4 separate regions of the Mus musculus genome follow, and all the other regions are linked to region 2. Evidence: chromatin contacts called from public promoter capture Hi-C data. All regions are on one chromosome and are shown on one strand. The core of a region is the stretch at or near the end of the contact, and the rest is flanking DNA. Distances in the headings are between cores, read along the strand shown. Region 1 overlaps Adk (adenosine kinase). Region 2 holds the start of Dusp13 (dual specificity phosphatase 13). Region 3 holds the start of Camk2g (calcium/calmodulin-dependent protein kinase II gamma). Region 4 holds the start of Plau (plasminogen activator, urokinase).

Region 1 (2,982 bases), core at 163-2,662, 650 kb after region 2:
AAGGGCTCCAGATCTCCCGGAGCTGGAGTCACAGAGCTTGGGTCAAGGAACTGCTCATCTGGGGATCAGTAAGGGCTCTTAACCTTTGCACCATCATCTCTCCAGCCCCGAAACATACATGTTTAGCGCAAAAAGAAATTACCAAAGGAGTAGAAGGTTGAAGATGCTAGACAGAAGAAAAGTGACGTGTGTCTAAAGCATTGCACTATTTCCTCACGAATGAATGGGGCCATTCGAGCAATTTCCTGACAGGGTCTGGCCTGACTGACAAAGCAACTACATAAGTGACCGTTTGTCTCAGTATCTTTTTTATACCTAACACTGAAATATTGACATGTTTGCCACATTTGTCTGCTTGAGACAGGGTCTTGTTGTGTAGTCTAGGCTGCTCTGTGATTCATGTCCAGGCATGGGCCACCCCACCCAGCTTATAAATGAATAATAATTTTCAGACTGCAAAACTGACTCATCCTTTTACAATTATAAGAGCTCCAAAGGAGAAGAAAATACATAACCAGCTATGGGAGAGTGGCTGAATGCAGGTAGGGCAGCTAGCTTCCTAGTGGTTTTACTTAAGGTCTTAGTAGATTTGTATCAACCTGACACTAGTTAGAATTATCTAGGAAGAAGAAACTCAATTGAGAAAACACCTGCAGGCAATTTGGTAGGCCATTTTCTTGATTAATGATTGATGTGAAAGGCCAGGGGGGTTGGAGTGCACCCTGAGCAAGCAGGCAGATCTAGGTTGTATATGAAAGCAAACTAAACAAGGCAGGAGGAGAGGGCCACTAAGCAGCATCGCTTCAGAGCCATGCTTGGGTTCCCCAGCGGCCTGCCCTGCCTGTGTTCTTGTGCTGCCTTCCTTTGACAATGGACTGGGATCTGGGCTGTACACAGAAATAAACCCTATCCTCTCCGAGTTGCTTTTACAGTTTTATCACAGGAATAGAGATCCCTCTCTGCCTCTCCCCAGTTTCATAGTGATTCTGAGAAGAAACAACCCTCACAGACTGAAGCCAGATGCCAGGCAGCCCCTGAGAGGTGAGAAATGTGCTGGTACACTATCAAAGCTCTATTTCGGAGAACTGCAATCATTTCAGCTAACTGACAGGTCCTTCAGAAGCTCAAGCCTTCCCGTGTTTGAGCTGATCCTGAGCTTGCCCTGTGCTCAGAGTTTCCCAAAGAGCATCTCAAATACAACCAGCTGCAACTGTTTAACATTCCAGCTGCTTGAAGCAGTTGGAACAAACAAGTTAACCAAAAACATAAAAGGGAAAGTGTAAGGAAAAAACATCCACAGAGGGAACCTCCAGAATGTTCCTAAAATTGCAGTGGCCAAGCTTAAGGAAGACAAGGGAAGGCCCGAAGCACCCATATCTGCCTGGGCAGAAGACCGCACAAGCACAAACGACAGCTTTACTGCTGTAAGCTCTGGCTGCGTGTTTAGGATGTGCCTCGACAGGCACAGTATCTCTAAGCAGACTGGGAAACAGTAGCAAGTATAACAGGAATGTGAAAAACTGGATCCTCAGACATTGTTGGAAATGTAAAATGATGCAGCCACATTGGTAAACAGGGATGAAGTTTCTAAAGAAGGAAGAAGAGACAGAGAAGGAAGGAGACAGAAAAATGGGGGCTTTTACCTCAAAGGAACAAAAAACATGGTTTGTTCTGAAGCCAAATGTGAGTGATTATACCCAGAAATAGTTTACCAAATGCCATGTTCCAATAATGTAACAGTTTAATAAAGTTTTATAGTAACACAAGAAAATCATAAATCAAGACCCTTTCTGAATACATTGGTAGAAATATTAGAAAAGCTGGGAAATCAAACTATGGACTTCAGATGTTATCTGCAGGGGTCTGTCTGTACATTCCAAAAGATTTACCTAACGGTCACAAAGATATTAGGTCACACGGAGAGGAAGGTAATAAATGGTTATTAAGTGTGTTAAAGATAGCCCAAGATAATTTGGCTTGGCAACATTCCATCATTTCCACATCATTAAAGTTCTAATGAGTCAGTCAGCCTTTGTTGTCAGCTTCTATCCAGGAATTTTTGTTCACAAAATAACATAAAATTATCCTATGAAGCTGCATCCTTCCCTAAGAGAAACAAACATATGGCAACACAAAACTTACACATGGGTGCTCACAGTACTACTATTCACAACAGCCAGACTGAAAATAACCCATAGAGCTGGCTTAACAAAATAACCTACACATCAAAACGTATTCAACCATGAGAAGAAATGAGATACTGATAAGCTGATATGACATGGATGAACTTTAAAAACATTTTACTCGGGGGCTGGAGAGATGGCTCAGCAGCTAAAAGCACTGACTGCTCTTCTGAAGTTCAAATCCCAGCAACCACATGGTGGCTCACAACCAACTGTGATGAGATCTGGCGCCCTGCCCTCTTCTGGTGTGTCTGAAGACAGCTACAGTGTACTTATGTATAATAATAAATAAATCTTTTTTAAAAATTACATGATTGTGCTCATGACACAACAGAATAAAAATTCACAGAGGTGTCAGGCTGTGGCAGCACACACATTTAATCCCAGGCTTCAGGAGACAGAGGCAGGGTGATCTCCGAGTTCGAGGCCACCCTGGTCTACAGAGCTAGTACCAGGACAGTCAGTGCTACACAAAGAAGCTCTGTCCTGAAAACAAGACAAAAACAAAAATTTTTTAAAAATAATAATTCAGAGGCAAAAAAGTAGATTTTACAGTTTCCAAAGGATGGTTGGTACTATACAATAGGTAGAAAATGAGTGACCGCTAACAGCTATAATGTTTCATTTTTAAACTGATAAAAATGTTTCAAAACTATTCTGCAGTGATAGCTGTTGGACTCTAAGTATAAACTGATCTGTCTGCTTTAAAATTAGTTTATACTATATGACTCATATCTTTAAAATTAATTCAAACAAATGGACATAATTGGTGTTTACAAAATGCTAAATTCAACAACTG
Region 2 (2,700 bases), core at 126-2,625:
TCTGTCTCCCTCCAGGGATGCAGGCTGGGCAGAGACCACTGCAGTCTGCCCTTGGCATTTACCTGCCAAAGTCTCTTTCCCAGACACCTCGATGTCCTTCTGTGAGAACGCTAGCCCCACTTGGTCTGTGCTCCCTAAGAGAAGAGGGGAGACAGAGAGGGAACAGCAGAGGAGACCAGGAGAAATGTGTTCTGAGGTTACAGCTAAAGAGGTAGGTGGCAAACAGCTGCCACGTCCCAGGCTGCTGAGCAAGGCCCGAGGTATGCAGGGTGGTATTCTAGAAGGCTATCCTGGGACAAACTGAAAGACAGACAACAGAGAGCAAGCTAGAGATGCTACTAGTGCCAACAAAAGGTAAGTATGTGTAGCTCTGTATACAGAGGCAGTGTGGGCAAGAAAGCCACTGTTGACAGAAGCAACTTCTCTGCTGAAGTTTCAGGGAAGTAGAAGCCAGGTAGCACTAGAGAGCCACGGGAGGACTATCATGAATGTGAACAGGGGCCTGATCCTACAAGACATTCAGCCATGGCTCCTTCTGACATAGCTGGGCCCTCCCTACACCAGGGGGTAGCAGAATCCCTGGGCTTTCTTTTGGGGGGGGTGCCTAAAGCTTAAGGAATGGCTCACTGAGTGAGCTGCTGGGCCTGGCTCTGATAGGTGAAAGGAACCCTCAGTGGACCAGAGCAGATAGCTGGGCTACATATAGCCCTAAGTAGGACCTGACCAGGAAACCCTAAGTCTAAGAAAAATCTTTCCTACAGGTCTGAGTTAGACCAGGGAAGTTAAGGACATCCCCTAATCCCCACCACCGAGCTCCTGGGACACAGTTGGGCTGCCTAGCAGCCACTGGCCACTAGAGGGCAGACTTACCCCATGCCAAATTGAGCAGGCCTGTGAGGGGCCTACGGTTTCCCGAAATCCCTGTCTAGTTCCACTCATAGCTGGAGGAGTCTAGCTGGTGGCCTCAGGCCAGAGTGGCTATTGGACTTCCCTGGATTCAGAGATCCTCCACCCTAATATTCCTTTCCCTGGTGTTACTTCATATAGCGTCATTCCCTTCTCTTGCAGCCAGCAGAATACCAGAGAGCAGAGAAAAGAAACTAAGGCCCAGATAGGAATGAAAACTTGCCTAGGTCCCAGGATATATCCTTGTCAAATTTTAAGGGGAGTCTGTTCCCTAGGCATCTCTTCAGGTGGTCCCCATCTTCAGGACAAGTGTTTTCAATAGCAGAGACACCAGGGAGAGATGTTAGGCCACTGCTCCTGTCCCCGCAGCTCAGGTCTGTCTTCATCTTGCCCCACATCCCCATTGGCTCACATGCATGGACCTGGAATTCTAGGCGCATAACAGCATTTGTGTTCTGGATGGAACCTGCTTTAGGACTGTTCCACTCAGCCTGCCCCTGCACCTAGTCCCCCATTCCTGGCCCCAGACCATGCCCTAGGTAGGTGGCAGGCCACTCAGCCTGCCAGAGAGGTCACAGAGGGGGATGAGGGAGAAAGGCCGGCCCTCTCTTCCACCCAGCTCATCATCCACTGGCTGGGTGAGTGTGGCCAAGCCAGTGGCCTCCTGGGTGCCCATCTCTTTTTCTGGTTTTGGCAGTGCCTGCCAGAGGGAAAAGGCATTCTACCCAGTCTGTACCTACTCGAGTTACTCTTTGAGGGGACCAGGGGTAGTTGACCAAGGTAGGTTCCCCTTCCCTCTAAGGTACCAGGCTCAGGTTCTGGTGCCTCTGACACCTCAGCTCTGCAAGGGCCCAGATGGACTAAGCCAGATGACTCCAGACATAACCCACTCCTTCCGGGTGAGGCCTGTACAGGTGTACTGGCCTGAACCACAAGGGTAAGGAGGAAAAAAGCCCGGGGCCTGTAAGTGGATGTGTAGCTCATCCCTGACAGCTCCCTAGAGGAGACACATCAGTTGGTGACCACCCTCTGGCAACTGGAAGGCTTGGGGAATGAACTGAAGGCACACACTGGATATCAAGCTCAGGGTAGTCTTTAGCCATTTGTCATTTGTCATTGGTGTCAGTGTGAAACATGGAACACAGCACAAGGGATACAGCCTGCTTATGAGCGACACCAGCTCACTTGGTGTGAACAAGCTGACTAATGCCCACTTGTGGCTGGACTGTAACCCTGGACAGTGCTTTGACCTCCTCTAGCATCAGCCTTAGAAACAGCCAGGGTGGGAGCTACAGATGAGCTGCCTGGCTTTGGAGGGACATCCTAGGTCCTCTCCAAGAGCCTCCGCCAGCTGGGGTTTCCAGTGACTAAAGGGGTACGGTCTGCACAGATTAGCCCTACAGAGATTCCCCACGGTCCCTAAGACCAACATTTCTAACATCCGTTGCCTCAGGAAAGGTACGCTTAGCGCCATGGAATTGACAAGAGAGTTCTAGTTCTCCTTGTTCCCAGGGAAAAGGTTCTAGGTTCCAGGCCAGCTGAGCCGGGTAATAGCCTCATTCAGCATAGCTGAGGCTGGCCCCCACAGCATCCCACTGGCTCCTGGTACTGCAACACAGGTCTCCCTGTCCACTGGACCCACGCTTGGGGAGCCTGTTCCAGCTACTGTCCTGTTTACTCTGTTCCCAGAATGGACTCGCTACAGAAGCAGGAACTTCGGAGGCCAAAGATTCATGGGGCAGTCCAGGTGTCCCCCTACCAGCCACCCACACTGGCCTCTCTGCAGCGATTGCT
Region 3 (2,905 bases), core at 378-2,877, 950 kb after region 2:
CCCACTGAAGCTTGGGAGGCCAGAGTACCTCTCAGTTGCCTCCCCTGGCAGCACTGGCCTGCTGACAGAGGAGGCTGGATTCCCAGTGGGCACCCTGCTGTAATCAAGACTGAGAGGCAGCAGTTGGCTGAGCTCCCTTCTGCCCAGTGGGGAATGGCCTCTGACTTGGGGTACAGCTGCGCGGGGGGGGGGGGGGGGGGCATCGGGAAATTGCCCTGCACATTGCTCCTCCAGAGTGGCTTTTACTTGACTCTGTCCCATAAAGTTGTAATATTGGAGACAGAGCCGTTCTATGAACACTGAGCCTGGAGCGAAGTACCCAGGGGTTCCTTTGGAGTGCACAGTTTAGTGGGAAGAAAAATACTACACAATAGCTGCAAACACTGTTTGAATAAGGTACTGAGGGTTACTCTAATATTATACATGATTTAACCCAGTAAATGCTCACAGCCCTATGAAGTATACTGCACTATTATTTCCAGTTCTCAAATAAGGCCCAGACAGATTTCATGAACTGCAGAATGCCTGAGGTCAATGATTTTCCAGACATCCGAGAGCTAGGTAGTATGATCCAAGAGTTCTCAATACTGTGTGCTAGCACTCATACTTGCAAATACATCATTACAAAATGTGATAAAGTGTCATAAATAAAAGTACTGGATGCCCACAAGAAAACGAGCATGTTTTCATCTTTTGCTTTTAGCCACTAGTGCACAAAGCCTTTTCAAGACATTCTTACTTTTATCTTTTATTACTGACCTAGGAGAGAACATTTATTTCTAAGACTGGAATGCAGGAAAGCATCACACGGGCCCGCAGGACAGCTCAGTGAGTAAAAAGATGCGTGAGCTAAGCCTGACTACCCAAGTTCCATCCCCCAATGTAGTGAAAAGAGAACCAACTCCCCAAGTTGTGTGACCTCCACACGTGCGCTGTGGCAACCATAGGGCCACAGGCATACACACACGAAACAAATAAATGGAAAGAAAGAAAGAAAGAAAGAAAGAAAGAAAGAAAGAAAGAAAGGAAGGAAGGAAGAAAGAAAGAAAGAAAAGCAAGCAAACATCTTGCCCCATGGCCTGGTTTCGCTGATAAAACCGCGGCTGAAGGTTTTCTGGTTTTGTTTTTTCTTAATGATGCCCTTGATTCTTGCACTAATCTAGAGTGTCGGCACCCTGGGGGAAGGCTGCGGGCAGCTGGCTCTGCAGTCTGGGGGCATCTCTCGAGTGTACAGTCTCACATACGCTCTTTGACCTTGGCATTTTCCGGCTTGGTTCAGGCTGCAGTCATGGGACCCACGTGTGGGGCCTCTCCCCAGACCTCGGTGGTCCAGACCCAACACCACTCAAGAACCACTTTCACACATTGGTTCCTGAGCTCTTGCAGGGTCCGCCCTGGAGGAGCCCGCAGGAGGTGTCTTCCAGTTCGGTCGGTCCCAGTGGGTGGCCGGGAGTGGGGACCCCGCGTCCTTGGCCCTCGGGTGCAGGGGGCCCAGTTCGGGCGGCTCCTGGGGCGGGGCGGGGCCGACGGTGGGAGGCCCCTCCCCGGGGGCGGGGCGGGGGCCAGCGGGGCTTGGGGGCGGGGCCGGCGGGCGGGCGCGGGGGTGTCCCTCCCTCCCTCGCTCTCTCCGGTAAAGTCTCGCGGTGCTGCCGGGCTCAGCCCCGTCTCCTCCTCTTGCTCCCTCGGCCGGGCGGCGGTGACTGTGCACCGACGTCGGCGCGGGCTGCACCGCCGCGTCCGCCCGCCAGTATGGCCACCACCGCCACCTGCACCCGCTTCACCGACGACTACCAGCTTTTCGAGGAGCTCGGCAAGTACGGCCCACCCGCCACGCGCGGCGGCCCCCCACCCTGGTCCAGGCGTCCCGGCGCTCTGCGGCTTCTCGCCCCGCCCCCCGGCCCTGCACCGGCCGCTGCAGCGCCCCCTCGACCCGCCCCACCCCCAGCTTTTCCCGCGTGCTGCCTCGGGGGCCCCTTAGCCCCGGGTTCCCGGTCCCGCAGCCCCCTCCGCGCCCTGCAGCAGCTGCCAGGCTGCTGCACCCGGCGCCGCCGCGGGAACTGCAGCCCCGGGACTGCTCCGGGGCGCCTTCCAGCCCCGCCCCTCCCGCACCCTTCAGACGCTCCCCTCCCTCGACCCCGCCTGTCCACCGCCCCCTCCCCACCCAGCTCCGGAGCCCACTCAGCACCGGCCCCCCAGTTCCCACGCGCCCGGCACTCAGGACCCTCCCCGGCTCTGCAGTTCCAGCCCCGCTGCGGTGCCGGGGTGTGGGGAGATGTTTAGTGCCGGGCCCCGCCCCCCCGCTAGTGCGGCTTCCAGGATCCCAGCCTTGCTGCTGGGCAGTGCTGCGGCACCCCCGGCCCCTCCCCCCATCCCTGCAGTGGTCCCAGGAGCCGTGCGCCGCAGCCGCAGCATCCCCCTCCCCTCCGCACTGAGCTGGCCGCCGCCGCAGCCCGGGTCCCCGCCACCCCCACCCGCGGTGCAGAGCCTGGCCACTGCAGCCCCCGCTCTGCCCGCCCCCCTAGATATTTCCAGAGCCCGAGATCGCAGCCCATTTGGCGGGTCACGTACAGGAAAATAGCACGGGGAAGGGGAGTTACTGCTGTCACAATCAGAGCTGTCTTTCCTCTGTTTCCCTGCTGTCAGTTGAGCGGGGATGCTGTGGGTTTAAGCCAGTTGAGCGGATCTTGAGCGTCACTTTCTCCCAGGCTTAAGGGAAATTTCTCAGGAAACCATACCTTCTGTTTAATCCCTCCTTTTCCCTACTTTCAATTATTTCTGCTGAGAGGAGGAACAAGGTCTCCCTGTTCTTCTCTCTCCTGGTTGCCTTTGCTGGGACCACAAGGCAATCAGTGAGATGCAGCAGGTGTGTATTTGAAGCATCGCCCACCAGTCTGAGGTTTGAGGC
Region 4 (2,700 bases), core at 190-2,689, 900 kb after region 2:
TAATCACTAAGCTGTCTCTCTAGCTGCGCCTCGCCCGCCTTTTGAGACAAGGACTTACTATGGAGGCCAGGCTTCAGTCTCCTCCTAAGTGCTGGGGTAACAGACCCACACCTCCAAGGCCAGCTTCTGCCTGCTTCTGCATCCCACCCATCTGTCCCTGTTCTAAGATCTCTGGTCCTCCCCCACTCCCACATTCCAAGTCCAAATCCCCATACCTATCTCACAGTGCTCCCCCTGGAATTTCCTTGGGCAGCTGCATCGGCGAATTCTGGAGAAGTACTTGTAGGACACGCATACACCTCCGTTCTGACAGCCACAGTTTGCTAGCAAATGCAAAGGAGGGGTAAGCAAGGATCAAGTGGGGAGCCAGCCTTTCAGCAGGGACAGGGAGGGTATGTCTCCTAAGGTTTTTCAAGGGTCTCTGTGCAGCCAACTATTGTGCAAGGAAGCAGATACTCACATTCATCAGGAGCTCCAAGTACACTGCCACCCTGCAAGAGATGAAGGTGACATGCTCTAGGGAATTCATGTTCAGGATAAACAGGTCCCCACCTCAAAATCCCTTCCAGTGATATTCATTCACTCATAATATTCTCTCTCTCTCTCTCTCTCTCTCTCTCTCTCTCTCTCTCTCTCTCTCTTTCTCCCACCCCACCCCTGTCTGTCTCTCCCCTTTCTGTTTATTACTAGCCAGCACCCAGACATGGACTGACTCAAGCAAACTTCACACAAACCAGGTGCCCTTGGGCTAAGGCACTCCCCGTGGCTTCTTCCTCCCTTGCCAGATAGTGCAAACCTCTTTGGGTGCACAAGCCCTCCGCTGATACATTGTCCTATTTCCTGGGAAAGCCTGGACCTGCCTTTGATGCCTAAGTTCCCCGTGCAGCCCCCATTTTTCCCCTGATGCTGCTTAAGGGATCCTGCAAGCCCCTTCCTGATGGTGCTAAAGCAGCGAGACCACTCACTTCAGAGTTTTTCACCACCAAGGCGCAGAGGAACAGGCTCGCCAGCCAGACTTTCATGGTAGTGCCGCTGGGCTCTAGACAGCAGTTCTGCAAAGGAAGGAGAAGTCAGGACAAGAAGCGGAGCAGCTTGAAGGTGGCAGAGTTACTACAGACCAAGGGAAGCCACTCCAGGTGTCCTGCGGGGCAAGCCATCAGTGACCAACCTCCCCAAGCCGGGCAGTCTCTCCCCTCTGCGGGCTCTGAATCCGCACAACACCATGGAACCTCTCTGTAGAGGGGCGCGAAGGGCTGGAGTGGTGACCTTGCCCACAGTTCCGCCAGCCAAGGTAGTGGGAAGGGAGGCATGCGGGAGCCCTGGCTGCCTCATCCCGCTAGGCTTGCTTCAGACCAACAGCACTCACCGGTGACTGCAGCGGAAGGGCGCTGGCAGACACGCAAGGACTGGATGGATGACAGACAGAGCTCTGGGGCTACAGGCTCTGCTCGGCGCTGCTCGCCCTTTATTAGGGCCCGCCAGAGCCCTGGCCCCGCCCAGGTTTGCTGGAGGGCGGCTCTCTCTCTCTCTCTCTCTCTCTCTCTCTCTCTCTCTCTCTCTCTCTCTCTCTCTCTCTCTCTCTCTCTCTCCTTTTCCTTTTCCTGCATCCCACCGCAACTGGACCGCGCTTGCTTCCCAACTTTGACGAAGTCACGGAATTTCCAGCTGAGCAAACTTAACGCAGTCTGTCTGGATCGAGCGATGATCCGGCGGCTTGAACATTCTTCCTTTCTTTCATTCACCTAGTGCGGCCCCAGTGTAGCGTGGTGAGGGCGCTCCAGCCATTGGCTCGCTGATCTCAAGCCTCTTCCTTAGTGGTTTAATCAGTTCTTCTCCAACCTGTCCCCCTACCTGCCTACGACACTGATTCAGATGTCTGATAGAGGGGTATAAGTCGCAGTTCCTTTACAACAAAAAATACCTACTAACAAAGGCTCCCACATGTCAAATGCTGAGTTCTCCAAATGCCACTAATGCAAGCAGTGAATCAGAAGACAAGAGTGAAGTTTGTCGTCAGGGAGTGTAATACTGTCATCAGAAGGTGAAAGGCAAGGTCAGATTTTATTCAGATTTGCTGTTTGGTTTAAGGTCAATCTTTGAAAGACAATTTTAAAATTTATGGCAAGGGCCAGACTTAATGGTGCACGTCTTTTATCTAAACACTAGGGAGGAAGAGGCAGGTGGATCTCTGCGAGTTCAAGCCCAGACTAATTTACATAGTGAAATCCTCAAAAATAATTATGATTTTTAAAAAAGCAGTAATGGTTACTATGTTAGGATTGTGGGAGCAAAGTCTTGGCACAGCAGCTGCTATGGAAGTGTCAATGGGTCTTTTGAAAAATGCCTATAATGAACAATCCATTTATTTGTCTGGAAAAGAATACAACCAATACAGAGGATCATAGATCAGGACTGAGTGCATACCTCACTGGTATTGTGGTTGCACACAGACACAAATAAGCAATCAAGGGGGGGTGTCTTTTTTTTAAAGATTTATTTATTTTATGTATGCGAGTGCACAGTCCTCTCTTCAGACACACCAGAAAAGAGTACCAGATCCCATTGTAGGTGGTCATGAGCCACCATGTGGCTGCTGGGAATTGAACTCAGGACCTCTGGAAGAGCAGTCAGTGATGTGAACAGTAACATGAACAGTACATTGTAACAGGATAGAAAAAAAAAGCAAGGAATACTCAAACC

What was found. Promoter capture Hi-C pulls out the DNA fragments that hold promoters and counts their contacts.
Region 1: a promoter capture Hi-C map of cranial neural crest shows a contact between it and region 2. The contact joins the enhancer-like site here to the promoter of Dusp13 in region 2. A contact is called at or near these places in 14 of 39 promoter capture datasets (the C10 cell line, cranial neural crest, embryonic stem cells and 7 more), 8 of 484 Hi-C or Micro-C datasets (the G1E-ER4 cell line, Sertoli cells, bone marrow-derived macrophages and 3 more), 30 of 115 datasets of contacts at active chromatin or transcription factors (the 230-238 cell line, the NIH/3T3 cell line, astrocytes and 19 more) and 5 of 9 other capture datasets (adipose tissue, embryonic stem cells, liver and 2 more).
Region 3: a contact with region 2 is called in a promoter capture Hi-C map of hippocampal neurons, with 5 times the contacts expected there. The contact joins the promoter of Camk2g here to the promoter of Dusp13 in region 2. A contact is called at or near these places in 7 of 39 promoter capture datasets (cranial neural crest, embryonic stem cells, frontonasal cranial neural crest and 4 more), 1 of 15 datasets of contacts at CTCF or cohesin (embryonic stem cells), 3 of 484 Hi-C or Micro-C datasets (the N1E-115 cell line and embryonic stem cells) and 1 of 9 other capture datasets (adipose tissue).
Region 4: a promoter capture Hi-C map of embryonic stem cells shows a contact between it and region 2, with 5 times the contacts expected there. The contact joins the promoter of Plau here to the promoter of Dusp13 in region 2. A contact is called at or near these places in 4 of 39 promoter capture datasets (embryonic stem cells, hippocampal neurons and liver), 1 of 115 datasets of contacts at active chromatin or transcription factors (embryonic stem cells) and 1 of 9 other capture datasets (embryonic stem cells).

Annotation. Positions count from the first base shown.
Region 1 is chr14:21,085,306-21,088,287 of GRCm38.p6, reverse strand. The region is part of intron 1 of Adk (adenosine kinase); the gene reads right to left. Among named protein-coding and RNA genes, the nearest start is that of Adk, 34 kb to the right of the region's middle. Within about 2 kb of position 1,412, at least 112 of the 459 cell types and tissues checked have an H3K27ac peak or open chromatin away from gene starts, as enhancers often do. A contact at or near this core is called in the G1E-ER4 cell line, the NIH/3T3 cell line, adipose tissue and 8 more, where this site is marked.
Region 2 is chr14:21,740,173-21,742,872 of GRCm38.p6, reverse strand. It overlaps Dusp13 (dual specificity phosphatase 13), which reads left to right and starts at 1,375. Exons shown (of 4, transcript NM_001374075.1): 1 at 1,375-1,843; 2 at 2,596-2,700. The coding sequence starts at 1,491.
Region 3 is chr14:20,792,810-20,795,714 of GRCm38.p6, reverse strand. Camk2g (calcium/calmodulin-dependent protein kinase II gamma) reads left to right here and starts at 1,627. Exons shown (of 21, transcript NM_001360186.1): 1 at 1,627-1,814. The coding sequence starts at 1,750. It overlaps Gm30108 (predicted gene, 30108), which reads right to left and starts at 1,476. Exons shown (of 2, transcript NR_153779.1): 1 at 1,255-1,476.
Region 4 is chr14:20,835,401-20,838,100 of GRCm38.p6, reverse strand. Plau (plasminogen activator, urokinase) reads right to left here and starts at 1,439. Exons shown (of 11, transcript NM_008873.3): 1 at 1,367-1,439; 2 at 966-1,052; 3 at 461-491; 4 at 216-323. The coding sequence starts at 1,022.